2 separate regions of the Gossypium hirsutum genome follow, and region 2 is linked to region 1. A link is a contact called in public Hi-C data. All regions are on one chromosome and are shown on one strand. Each heading gives the region's core, a stretch centred on a gene start, on an enhancer-like site or on the middle of the called end of the contact. The rest is flanking DNA. Distances are from core to core; before and after follow the strand shown.

Evidence for each region. Hi-C and Micro-C count contacts between places; a contact is called where the count stands out from the background.
Region 2: a Hi-C map of leaf shows a contact between it and region 1, with 2.0 times the contacts expected there. The contact joins the promoter of LOC107899978 here to the promoter of LOC107924668 in region 1. A contact is called at or near these places in 3 of 34 Hi-C or Micro-C datasets (all in leaf).

Annotation. Positions count from the first base shown.
Region 1 is chrA11:4,849,988-4,856,135 of Gossypium_hirsutum_v2.1, reverse strand. LOC107924668 (heptahelical transmembrane protein 4) reads right to left here and starts at 2,866. Exons shown (of 5, transcript XM_016855213.2): 1 at 2,650-2,866; 2 at 2,459-2,513; 3 at 2,052-2,312; 4 at 859-1,183; 5 at 1-517. The coding sequence starts at 2,308. LOC107924797 (NADH dehydrogenase [ubiquinone] iron-sulfur protein 4, mitochondrial) reads right to left here. Exons shown (of 5, transcript XM_016855389.2): 4 at 6,037-6,066; 5 at 4,426-4,704. The coding sequence ends at 4,648.
Region 2 is chrA11:5,018,725-5,024,872 of Gossypium_hirsutum_v2.1, reverse strand. LOC107899978 (EPIDERMAL PATTERNING FACTOR-like protein 2) reads right to left here and starts at 2,643. Exons shown (of 4, transcript XM_041080711.1): 1 at 2,552-2,643; 2 at 1-629. The coding sequence starts at 92. LOC121209673 reads right to left here and starts at 4,461. Exons shown (of 3, transcript XM_041080710.1): 1 at 3,853-4,461; 2 at 3,400-3,519; 3 at 2,947-3,142. The coding sequence starts at 3,999. The coding sequence ends at 3,074.

The sequences.
Region 1 (6,148 bases), core at 1,617-4,116:
GCCCAGCAATGTCGAATTTTCCAGGCATCCACCGCTCCGGAATCCTCAAGGCATACACCAAAGCTCCCATGCCATACAAAAGCCCCATCAGAATCTCGTACAAGGTTGTGTAAAGTGCCTCCGGCTGGTGCCAGAACAAGATAAGTTTGTGAATAATGGGCGCTACCCCGGACATGCCCATGCCAAAGAAGAGGGATGCTCGAGTGCTGCGAAACTCAGGCTTCTCAAATACTGGCAATAAGGAAAACAAGATTGTTGCAATTCCCAAGATGGTTATAGATCCCAAATAGAGATTGCAGAAGAACGGATCACACATGAAGGAGTAATACACAGGAGGATAGAAGGAAGTTGCTATAAGAGCCGCAATCCCAGCATAGTCTAGCCTGAGCATGATATACGATAGGCGTTCAGAGTGGCATGATAAAAGGTGGCATGTGCTGCTAGCTAGCAAGCAAAACATTGCACCACCCAAGAAGGCAAAAAAAGGCCACCGTGTTATCGGCTCTTTAACACTCTCCTGCAATTTAGAACGAAAGGAAAAGTATTAGGTTCCTGAACCTCCCAAGATGAGTTAATCTATACTAAAATTTAAAATCCCTGAATGAGCTGGTGTCACAAGTTAACCGAAAAAATAACTAAAAAAACTATTCTTTTTACAAAGAAACTATATAATATCAATAAAAACCCACAAATCCATCAAGTGATTAGAAGGCAGAGAAAAGCTAGTGATTAGAAGGCAGCCAGCCATCGTTACTTCTGAAATTAGGCAAACTATTAAGATTTATGAGATAACTTATTAAGGATATGAAGCATACCAGAACATAAACATAGATAACTTATTAAGGATATGAAGCATACCAGAACATGAGGATCAATATGATTTCCAGCAGAGGAAAGCTCAGGTAAACAACTATATAGATGTTCCATAACATGCCAACTTGAGAGTGAAGGAATCAAATCCATTAGAGGAATACTCGTCTTTAACTCCTCTGGAAGTTTGTGTAGATCAGGTATATTAGGTAAGGAAGGTAAGCATGTCAGGATTTCTGCTTGCAATTTGTGTAAATCAGCCTTTCTCAATACATCGGTAATTTGCTGCAGAGCATGAAGATCGACAACCTTTGGAACCTTCATTGCAGTGTATATGGTAAGGGAAAGGAAAATGAAGAACCCAATCAAATGCCTGTAAAAGGTAATAGTCATACACAACATGTCACAGTACAAGTGACAACATATTAATCCATGATATTGTAAAGCCACAATCACCTTAAAAACAAGAAAATTCAAAGACTATCATACTAAAACAAAGAAAAGAGTATACTTCAATTGATAACAGCAAGAAAATCACTTCACAAATCAACACATGTTTACATCTCTTCCCTAAATCTCTAATTCTTCTCTTTTCAATTCTAAACAGAAAGGTCAAAACACAATTAATCCGCCCATCACGATTTTCAAGAGCCACTCTCTAAGAAAGGCAAATGTAATTGTCTTGGTACATTCTAACGTGTATTGGTGGCTCGTATTTTGTCAATTTCATCGATGATTGTGCATGGAAGATTTGGGTTTATACATTAAAGACAAAGGATCAAGTGCTACAAGTGTTCAAACAGTTTAAAGCTGTAGTTGAGGGAGATGTTTGTGTCACATGGAAGCCTGCCGGATCTTTTTCAGGGGGAGGCTCTAGATACAGTTCGCGTAATGCTCACAATGCATTACTTTACAGTTTGATGTTCCATAGAAAACATGGCCAGACAAAGATGTTTCTATGTTTACTAGCTAGACTTTAGATGTAAGACATATGTGCACATTCCCAAAGATCAACGATCTAAAGTAGAAGTGAAAACCCAACAATGATACAAGCTATCTTCATAACATTAACAAGTTTATCCATAAGTTATATGATCCAATATTCAGAAGGAAATAATCATAAAAAAGGTGACTGGTGATGTGGTGATTGTGAGATATCAACCATACAGGCCATTGATAAGGTAGAGACTGAGCTAGCTAGCATTTTGGCAGTAAAATTAGAAGAAGCAAAGAAAGATTACGTCCAAACGTTCAATGTCTCATTGTGAATTCTGAAGATGCTAAGCAAAATCTGCTTCATTGGCCATTCTGACCTATAATGGCCCAAAATATACTCATTGTCTCTCAAAAATCCAGGCAATGAGTGGTACTCTACCAGTTGATACTTCACCTTTTTCCACAATCTCTTCCCTGTCCCGTCCATTGGAGGGCTCACTAGACATATCTCCACTGATTCAGCTGTCGTATCCATATCTTCAGGAACTTCCATACTGCACATATCTCTGCTTTCAATCAAACAACAAAATTTTAACTTAAAAACAACCCATACTTATTCAAAAGTAACCCTAAAGCCCAAAATATCTTCTTTAATTTTAAAAAAAAAAGATCCAATAAAGAAAAGAAATGGAACATAAAGAGAAAAGGGTACCTGAAAACAAAATAGAAGATTGAAGAATCACCAGCTGAGAAACCCAGAAGGGATCCTTCAATAAATACAGAATTCTCAGGCGGAGGACTCTAAACAATAAAAAATATATAGAGAGAGAGAGAGAGAAAGGTTAAGACAAACAGACAAGATTTTAATAATAAAGAAGATGAACAAAGAAAAAAAAAACTAACCGTAAAATCTTAAGCAGGGAAATATCACGTCCCTAACCAAGCAAACAAAGTTTCAGGAAAAAATAAATGGGATAAAGAATGAAACCGTAATGAGAACCAAAAGGGAAAAAAAGAAAAGAACGAAACCGTATTTACTGCGAAATGCTAAGTTAAGGAAAAAGAATCAGTTTCGTTAAAGAGATGCGGAAATACCGAAGGTGGTTGTTTTGTTTGAACTAAAATAATAGGGATTAAAATGTCATAGTATATATATAATAGGGATTAAAAGATGGGATTGGATATTTTTAACTTTTGCAGTCGACCCTTTGGTACTTTTATGGATTTTGCAATTGCATCCTAGCAACTTCCGAAAACTACTTGATTGGGATGTAACTTTTTTTAAATTGAGATATATTATCAATTTTTATTTTAAATTATGAATGTGACTTATTAATCAAGTATTTTTTTTTAAAAATAATTAAATTCGAATCTTAATAGTATAAAAAATATTTATTCAGAGATGAAATTAGAATTTTGATCTATCATTTAAATAACACGTGTTTAAATCGATGAATGGCCTTGTCCTAGTTGATTAGTTTTTCTAGGCTTGCGGTCTTCCGAGTTTCGTTAGTCATGAATGATCGCATTGTTTGATACCATGAATCTGTTGCTTGTGATTGCTCTATCTCTAAGTGTCGCTTGTTATTGTACAAGTGTTTGATTGTATGCTGTTTGTTTTACAGGTGGTGCTTGTATGCTATCTGTTATATTTGTTTTGTTTTTTTTTTTGGAAAAAATAAAACATTCTTTCCTTTCCAATGTTATAATAATATATAGAATTGGGATTTGGGATGTACTTTTTGTTGCTTGGATTTGATAAATCATCAGGTTATATCAAATTCTTGTCTATTGTATATTGGAGCATAGTTTTTCTAACTACATTAATAGTGATAATTATTAAATGGTTATCACTCAATCATAAAAAATGGTTATCAACCATTTAATTTTATTTCTTTTATCATCAATTAATTAATGATGACAATTTTTAAAATTGATATAATAATAATTTTCATCCTTAATATTTATAATTATGTTAATTTAATATTATTTTTTTTAAATTAACCTAAATATCTTTTTAAGAATTTTCAAACAAAACGTAAGCGAGAGGAAATGTTGGTAGATGCATGAAATTTAAGAGATTTCAGTAATGGCTTTTGATTTGACCCTTCAATAATGGAGGCAACGTGCATAACTCGGCATATCATATACATATTTTACTCGACAAATTTGGCATAATTTGCAACCATGTGTACGCTATTGGGGGCATGCATGTAATAAACTCCCAAATAAATTGAGGATGATATGGAAAATTCACTCTTTCGTTGTACAATAATCAACAACATGATTTCACATTTTAAAGATAAAATCCTTATATTTATTATGTTTCCTTTTTTTTATTTTTAATAACTTTCTCTAATTGGAACTGCACCGAGCCGAGCCGCAACCCAGTTCAAAAAAAATTCATACAGAGCCTAAATTGAGCCCAAGCCTAAATTGAGCCCAACCAGGCCCACCACCCGTTGTGCAGTTAAATGTTTTTATATTAATATTATTTTTCAAGAATTAATTTTGAATAAAACATTTTTGTATAAGTTTAATTTGAAAACCTCTTGTAAAAGGCCCAGCCCGTAAATATAAAAGATGTTATGGACATGGGGATATGAACTAAGAGTAAGTTTGCTGTTGCATACTAAGAGTAGGGGGGGAGGGGAAAGGAGGTAAATAAGGAAATCAAGGTTTCAACAAACATGGATTATATCTAAACCGTATCATAAATGAATGAAGGAGAAGGCAGACAAAATGGTCGCACCCATCTGGTCACTGTTGATCACATTTATTTTAATCCAAATTGTCACAAGATACAGCAGAAAATGTGCAACAAAGAAAACCTGAGCCCCCGTCTCGCAACTTGATTTATGGTTGAAAATCAAAAGCAACAGGATCTGCAATAGTATAGTATCACTTTTCAGATACAGCAGGTCCTTTCCACTTGAAGTTATCGGCATAGGACTTTGGCTGCAACCAGATAATATACAATATAAGACATACTAGCAAGGAAACATATGTACTCTTCATTTTTCTTCAAGTACTAGTGTCTCAAACACCAACATGGAGATATGACCTCTAAGAATTCTCTAAATACATTAAAAAAACAAAAATCTAATACTTGTATCTGACACTAACACTAAAGTCCGAGTAACATAGATCCTAACACAGGCGGATAATGAAATACTATGGAAACTACATAGATTATAGCTTTTAACCATACATAGAATCATAAAAATGGAATTACAACTATCTAAATAACTGGGCTTTTAGAATCATAAAAATGGAATTACAACTATCTAAATAACTGGGCTTATGGATGAGAATGCCCAGAGTTAATTACTAACTAATGGTGGAGAAATAGCTTGACTATTATACCAATGTTTGAATGCATTGCATTTATCGTTCGTAGTTCTGGAATTTGGACAATCTAGCAGCACATACAATTGCCAGTAACCCTGGCTAGATGTCTGGACTCTGACAAAGTTAAAAGCTCGACCTTAGTGCTGCTATCAATGCTATAAGTTTTCAATATCTCTCTCAGATAAGTAACTCGTGAAATGTTGACTTTTAGACTTAAATTTTTTTAGAAAATTTCAATGTGGCAAGAGGGCTCCTAAGAAATAAAGCCTCTAGCACAGGCCAAGACTTGAAGTCGGTAGAAATAGCATTTCAATATATAATAGAAGAAATAACTATGGACACTCTTTATCTCTCCCTATGTAAGAGTTCCCTTCCAGTTATAGGTTTTTCTAAGTGTTTTCTTTAGACATCGCCTCTTTTGATGGAGGATATTCATGGTCTTTCAAGATCTTTTGACTTTTTTTTTTATCTGATGTAAATCTTGAAGCCTGCTGATGAAGCAACTCTATGGGTTGCAGTCAATTACTGCAAGAGGATGTGCCCGATGAATTGGGTTCAATCGAACATTTCCTTTTATGTGTGGTGTCATGTCACGAGATGGGTTAGCATGTACCCTCCTTGACATAGGTTCCTGTTGTTTCTCTTTTAAACTCTGTGGGATTACTATGATTCCGAAGAAAATGTCTAGTAAAGGATCAAGACTGCAGGGCCTGCCTGCAGTTATTCCCCTAAGCTCAAGAAGTTCAAAACAGATGATACTAGTTTGTTTAATCAGTTTCCAGAAATTCCGAGTTAATTTCAGTTATTCCGCCTAGTTGAAAGAGTTAACCTCATTTAATTTAACCATGATTTTCACTCCCAAACTTGATGCTATATAGGGCTCATGTAAAAGAATCAGAATTCATGACACAAATGCAAAAAGAGTTTAAAGGTTCAGACCTTCAGCACTGGTGTCTGGCGCTTTTTAACCTGCATATACAAGTTCAAGATGTACAACCAATTAGCGTCTCACCAAATATAGATAATGGTTCATTAAAAAGAGGAAAAAAAA
Region 2 (6,148 bases), core at 1,394-3,893, 170 kb before region 1:
TATCTAGCTTGGGTCGTGGTTAAGATCAAGAGAAAACAAAGGAGAATATGGCAAGCTCTCTGGGGAACTATGAAACTTTGACTGCAAACCATTTTGTTTTGATGAGAACAATAGAAAGGCTCTAAACTACATAAAGTCAGTGAAAAACTTTACAGAAGAGACCATGAGAGGGTGCAAAATGAGATCAAAGAGATTGCAGTAAGTTGATATATAAAAGAAGTGGGTGGTTTGAGTAAATGAATGGAGAGCAGAATATAAACAAAAAGTTGGAGTCTGATAAAATGATGGAACATGGAAGGGCAAATAAGCTTTGCAGAATCAAAGAAAAAGAAAGAAAGGGAAAGAAGGCAGAATAGATTAGCCTCGTATGTTGAGCCAACTCCCCGACCACCTCAAAGCTACAGGACGAACAAAGTTTTTCAAACAGTTGACAGTAAAAACAGAGAAAGGCTTTGAGAGAGGAAAGAAGAAGACAACTAGGAACCAAAACAACAAAGAGAGCTACCACCGAATTTACACAAAAGGACGTGAAATAACAGCTGTGGGAAATTGGAATTTCGCTTCGTCAAATTTACATTTGTTTGGTGTGCTGGTGGTGAGTGCGGGCAGTTCCACCGTATCTTCTTTTTCTGTTAATTCACGGACAAAAAGACGGTCAACACTATTATCTAAATAATAATAGCAGTAAATATTGTAGTTTCTCACTTTCTCCTCTCTTATCTCTCTTACGTCTTTAATCATTACTATATAATTAGTAAATTATATTTATGTTTTTTTAATAATCAATATGATCGTTAAATGATTACTTTATAATAATTTTTTTATTATACTAAAATTTAAAATATATATTCTCCTTCCTTTTTTTTTTAAGTTTTTATATTTTTTTAAAGAAAATAAGGAAAAAAAATCAGAGAAAGAAAAAGTAAGAGGCTTACATAATACACTCAAAGAAAAAGTAAGAGGCTTACATAATACACTCAAACCTGACAATCCATTTTCAAAGGAATAAAATAAAGATATATCAAAATAATGAACATCACTAATACAATTTGGAGGCCTTCCCCAGACTGAGTAGTTAATAAATAATAAGGTCACACTAGCAAGCTTATGAACCACCCTATTAGACTTCCTACTAATCCATTCTCATATGTTTATTATTTTAGTATTATTATTAATTTACGTCATATAAGCATTGAGATATATATATTTATTTGGTTAAAATTTAGTCCTACACTTTAAGTGTTAAAATGAATTTTTTTTTTACATTTTCAATTTAAAAATCCTAGTTAATTACAATGAAAGTGAAAAAAAAATAGAGTGGGGGGCATGAGTCAATGACAAAATTGGAGTGTGGTGCAATTAAAAGAACTTCAAATTCACTGGTGTTGTTTCCCAAACACCATTTCTGTCTAATGTAAGGCTAAGTGCTAACAACACTTGAGTAGAGTTAACAAGGCAAGACCAAAAGCTTTGAAGAAACTAGGTAGACCGGAAACAACAAGAAGCCTGCATGCCAAGCCCGCATATCTAGTTAGTCATCTGCTGCGGATCCATAGAGGCAATGGTTAAAGTTAGCTAGTAGCAAATATGAGCATCCGACGAATCAAGCCCATAACCACCAAACTAGAACTAGTGTGCTGATTCCAAGTTTCCAACTAACAATGCCATGCCCACAAGTGAGCATCATGGTTTGTCAAAAATAGTGATCTTCTTGTGGGGTCACCATGTTGTAAGAGAGAATGGAGAGGAAAAATATGAAAGAAAGACTGAAACTGAGACTCGAGACAAAAGTAAGTGTGAGGGGAGAAGGGAGAAATATGATGAGATGATTGAATTCATATAAACAGAAGTCATTTATCCTCAATTAGCGTTGTTGTTGTTTCAACATCTAGAAAGATGTGAGCTTAAATATGCTTAAACACATGTTATCTTCCGATTTAAGAGATTAGATAAAATTTATTAATAATAATAGAAGTTGTGTAAAAAATTACAAGATGAAAATTTTCCTTATCCATTAATATGTGGTGTCCAAGGTTGAAATTAGAGGGGTAGACAAAGGCTCTGCTTTCCTAAAATAAAAAATTGTTCCTTTAGTCCATTGAATATATATAAGGTTTTAAGTTAATTTAATAATAAAATTATATTTTGACTCTTCTTAAAATTTAAATTTAATTATGCTCTCTTCAAAAATTTTAAAAAAAATATATAATTCAATCTTTTAAAAGTTATAAAATTTTATATTAATACACTGACAAATTATATTTTTAACTCTTTTAAAATTTTATAATTTAAATTTCAACGTCCAAAATAAACTCTTGATCATGACCATTTTTCATGTAAATATTTTAATTGGAGAATAAAATAAAGGAAGAGGGACGCAGAAGGTATGAGGATGAAAAGAAATTGGTGGTGGATATGTTGATAGAATTAAAAAATTATCACAGTGTAAACCTAATTTAATACAAGTTCAACTGGTGGAGTGGGATGAATAATTGGATGTTTGTATTGAAGAATGTAAAGCAGACTTAGCCCATGGACGTTGACATCATACCTTTCATCTAAATTGATCAAGTCAACAATATTTCGCAAAGTGGGCTTCAGCTCGTGCAATTGTTCTCAGCCTGGACCCTCGTCTATCCAATGGCATCCTGTATGAAAACTACAGTGAAACCACCATTTACTAATTAGCAACTTGTCCCTTGTCAATTTATATCCACGCAATTAGATTCTAGAGCAACTCTTATATTTGGTATGACGGTTACTCTAACGTCTTTATGGACACCCACATCAAACTTATGGAATTTTGCCCTATTAGAAACAATATAGTAATTTATTGAAGTTCTGGAAAAGATGTAAATTTTATGATTAATCTGTACTTGTAATAATTTTAAAGTAATATCCAAATTTGAGCTGAATTTCTAATTATGTGTAATCATTGTCAAAAAGATTGAAATTAAAATAAGCGATAAGGAAAAGGGATAGATCATAGATGAGAAGCTTAATTAATAGAGCCTACTTGCCTCTAAGATATAACCTCTTATTGTTGTTGCTTTGTCAAATCCAGCAGCTTCAATTACCGGCAAAATACACATACATTAAACCTTATGTCGAGCCAAGCTTTTCTTGCCGAATAATTCAACCACTGTTCGCAAAATCGTGTTATACTTGCACATGTTAGATGAGATCCATTGCATTATTGTTGGGAAGCTTTCAACTAGCAAATGTTACTTTCTTGAAAGAACAAAATATAAGAATTAATAAGTGAATGTAATGACTAAGTAGATTGCTTTTTAAGAAGAGAATTAAGAAATGATATTGTTGAGAGAAATGCTCATAAGTCCGAAATTTTTTTCATTAATTGTAACATATGTAAAGCCCAAAATCTGCCCGGGCCCATACCAGCAAACCCCCCACTTGCCCACTTGCGCCGTTGCCCCATGTGCGCAACCACTCAACCTCGCACGCCTCTGCTCCGCGCCAGCCTCCACGCATGCCCATCACCGTCTGCACCCCATGCCTCTGTCACCTCCATCGTGCCCATCCCATGCAAAGAGACAAAACAGAAACAATAGGAAATTAGATGAAAATGGGTTATAAAAATCCGAATAAAAAATTGTACGGGGGGATTGATGGTATTTTGGGGAGAGGGAACTGATTGAAAATAGGGGAATTTCGGGAATAAAAAAAAACATTGTATTTTTATACACACATAGATTGAAACATAAAAAAAAGAGCAATCAAAAAGAAAAAAAGATTTCAAAAGTCTTGTACATTATTTTTCTCAGGTCTATTTTGTTTTCTTTTTTGCTCTGCATGCGTTTTAGTATAATAAAGAGAAGATAGAAGACTTACTTTGCGAACGAGCCACCAAATCCTCGTCTTCTTCGCCGGCGTCGAAGGTTGAGAGGGGTTTTGAGGCCGAAATTGATGAGCCTTGAGGCTGGGCTTTAAATGAAGGCATAAGGGGAACGCTTTGGTAGACCACCATCCATCGTTCATGGTGGACTGATGGTGGTTGAACGGCAGACCAAACGGGGGCAAACATTTTGGGTTTCCCCTTTTTCTTTCCTTTTTTTGTTTTTTTGCTGCAATGTTTAATTGATTTTAGGATTATAGATTTTTTTAGTTAAAAGGTGGCTGCATTTGAAAAAGGGGTTTTAAATTATTTGTAAAAAGGAAGGCCCGCATTTCAACTTGTTTAACAGGCCTGATCTGCGCCTTTTAAGTTGAAAATAGGGGAATTTCACATTGAGTCCTCCCCCTTTGTGCAAGCACTCAACCATGCCTTATTTATTTCACTTCCTTTTTTAATTTGGCTTCAAAATTTACGCATGTTGGCAATTCGGTCCGCGTCTAAGCACTACATTATGGGACCTGGATTATTTCCAGTTTTAGTCCTTGTGCATTTGCGCACATTACACAGTGATCCCCCATGTTGGTTTCTTTATTTTCAGATTACCCCTTTTATTTTAAATTTATTTTAATTAGGCTTATTATCTATTCAATACTTATTTCCAAAAGGATTCATTCAATTTTTTTATTTTTTTTTATTATTTTTATTTATTTATTATTATTTTTTTCTCTTTTTGCCGAAATTGCTTTATTGGTTTTGCCTTGTTGAAAAATCATTATTTTGGAATTTTCATGTTATATTATCCTAACACTTTGTATAATATTCCATTTAAGTACTTTTATATATATCTATATATATACACGTATATTTTAAAATCTAGATTATTTGTGTTTTCTACTACGCGGATTATTATTATTATTATTATTATTATTATTATTATGTATTTCTTATATTTTACCTTTTATTATTATGCACCTCCTATTTTGATTTTGATTTTATTTTGAGCCACTTTGTTCGTTTTGTTGTTGCAATTTGATTATTAATATTGTCATCATTACTATCATAGTATTTTATTATTATTCCTTTTTAATACTCTACCTAGATTATTATCCAACATTACTTTTAACTATTTGTTTGCTATTTTTATTTCTAAATGTAATATTACACGTACACCTATTTATCCTTAAATTTTGTATTACTTCAAGTTATTTGATTTATTTATTTATATAATTTCAATTTTTTTTTGTTCATTATTACATATATTTCTTAAATATGATTGTCTATAATCTCATGTTTTCACCAAATCTTACTATCGTCATTGTTATATTATTTTAACCCTTCTTTGTTATTTATTTATTTCTTTTTGATGTTTGCATATTCATTTTTTATACATATTCCACTTTCTTTCATTATTATTCTTATGTATATCATGGTTTAATTAATATTAGATTTAGTTGCTAATTGCCCCGGCATACTCGTTGTTTTATTATTATAGATAAGTCGTTATGTTGTTTATTCGTGTTATCATTCTATTATTATTCCAATCACATCATGAGCCATGTTAAAGGTTCATTCTTTACACTGAAACTCAAATGATATGCATGGTTTTAAACATTGCATACATATTTATTTGAATATACAAAAATAAAATAAGGCAATATTCTGTTCTTGGAAATTCGAGAAAATCGTGTCCTAATTTACTGGGTTTCGATTTTTCTCGTTTAACCTAAATAACGGCATATTCTTTTAAATCATAATACGAGTGTTAAATAAAATGCTTACTCTCTGAGATTTGAGGTGTTGTGTCCTAACTCACCGGATATGACATCTTATTACCTCGAGATAAGATTTTTTGCAAATAAAGCGATATTTCGTGTTTGGAAAATCAAGAAAATGTGCCTTAACGTGCTGGGTTTCGATTTCTCGTTCGACTAAATAGCCAAATATCCTCTTAAAGCTTCAAAGTATGGCTTCAATAAGCTATAAGGTGATCTTGGTTTCGATGGTATAGAGTATCGTGTCCTAACGTGCTGGATGTGATATTCCTTCGGAACAAGAGAATCTTATATTTCAATTCACGTTATCAGAGTTTCTTTTAAGGATCGTATTTTTTTAAAAACTCTTCAAATTTTCAATTTTCGACACTAAGACAATGATTAATCAACTAGGTACCAATTTTGGGCGTATCGAGGGTGCTAACCCTTCCTCGTGCGTAACCGACTCTCGAACCCATTTTTCTGAATTTCGTAGACAAAAATCGTTGTTTTAATAAATCTAAATCGTTTATTAAAAACA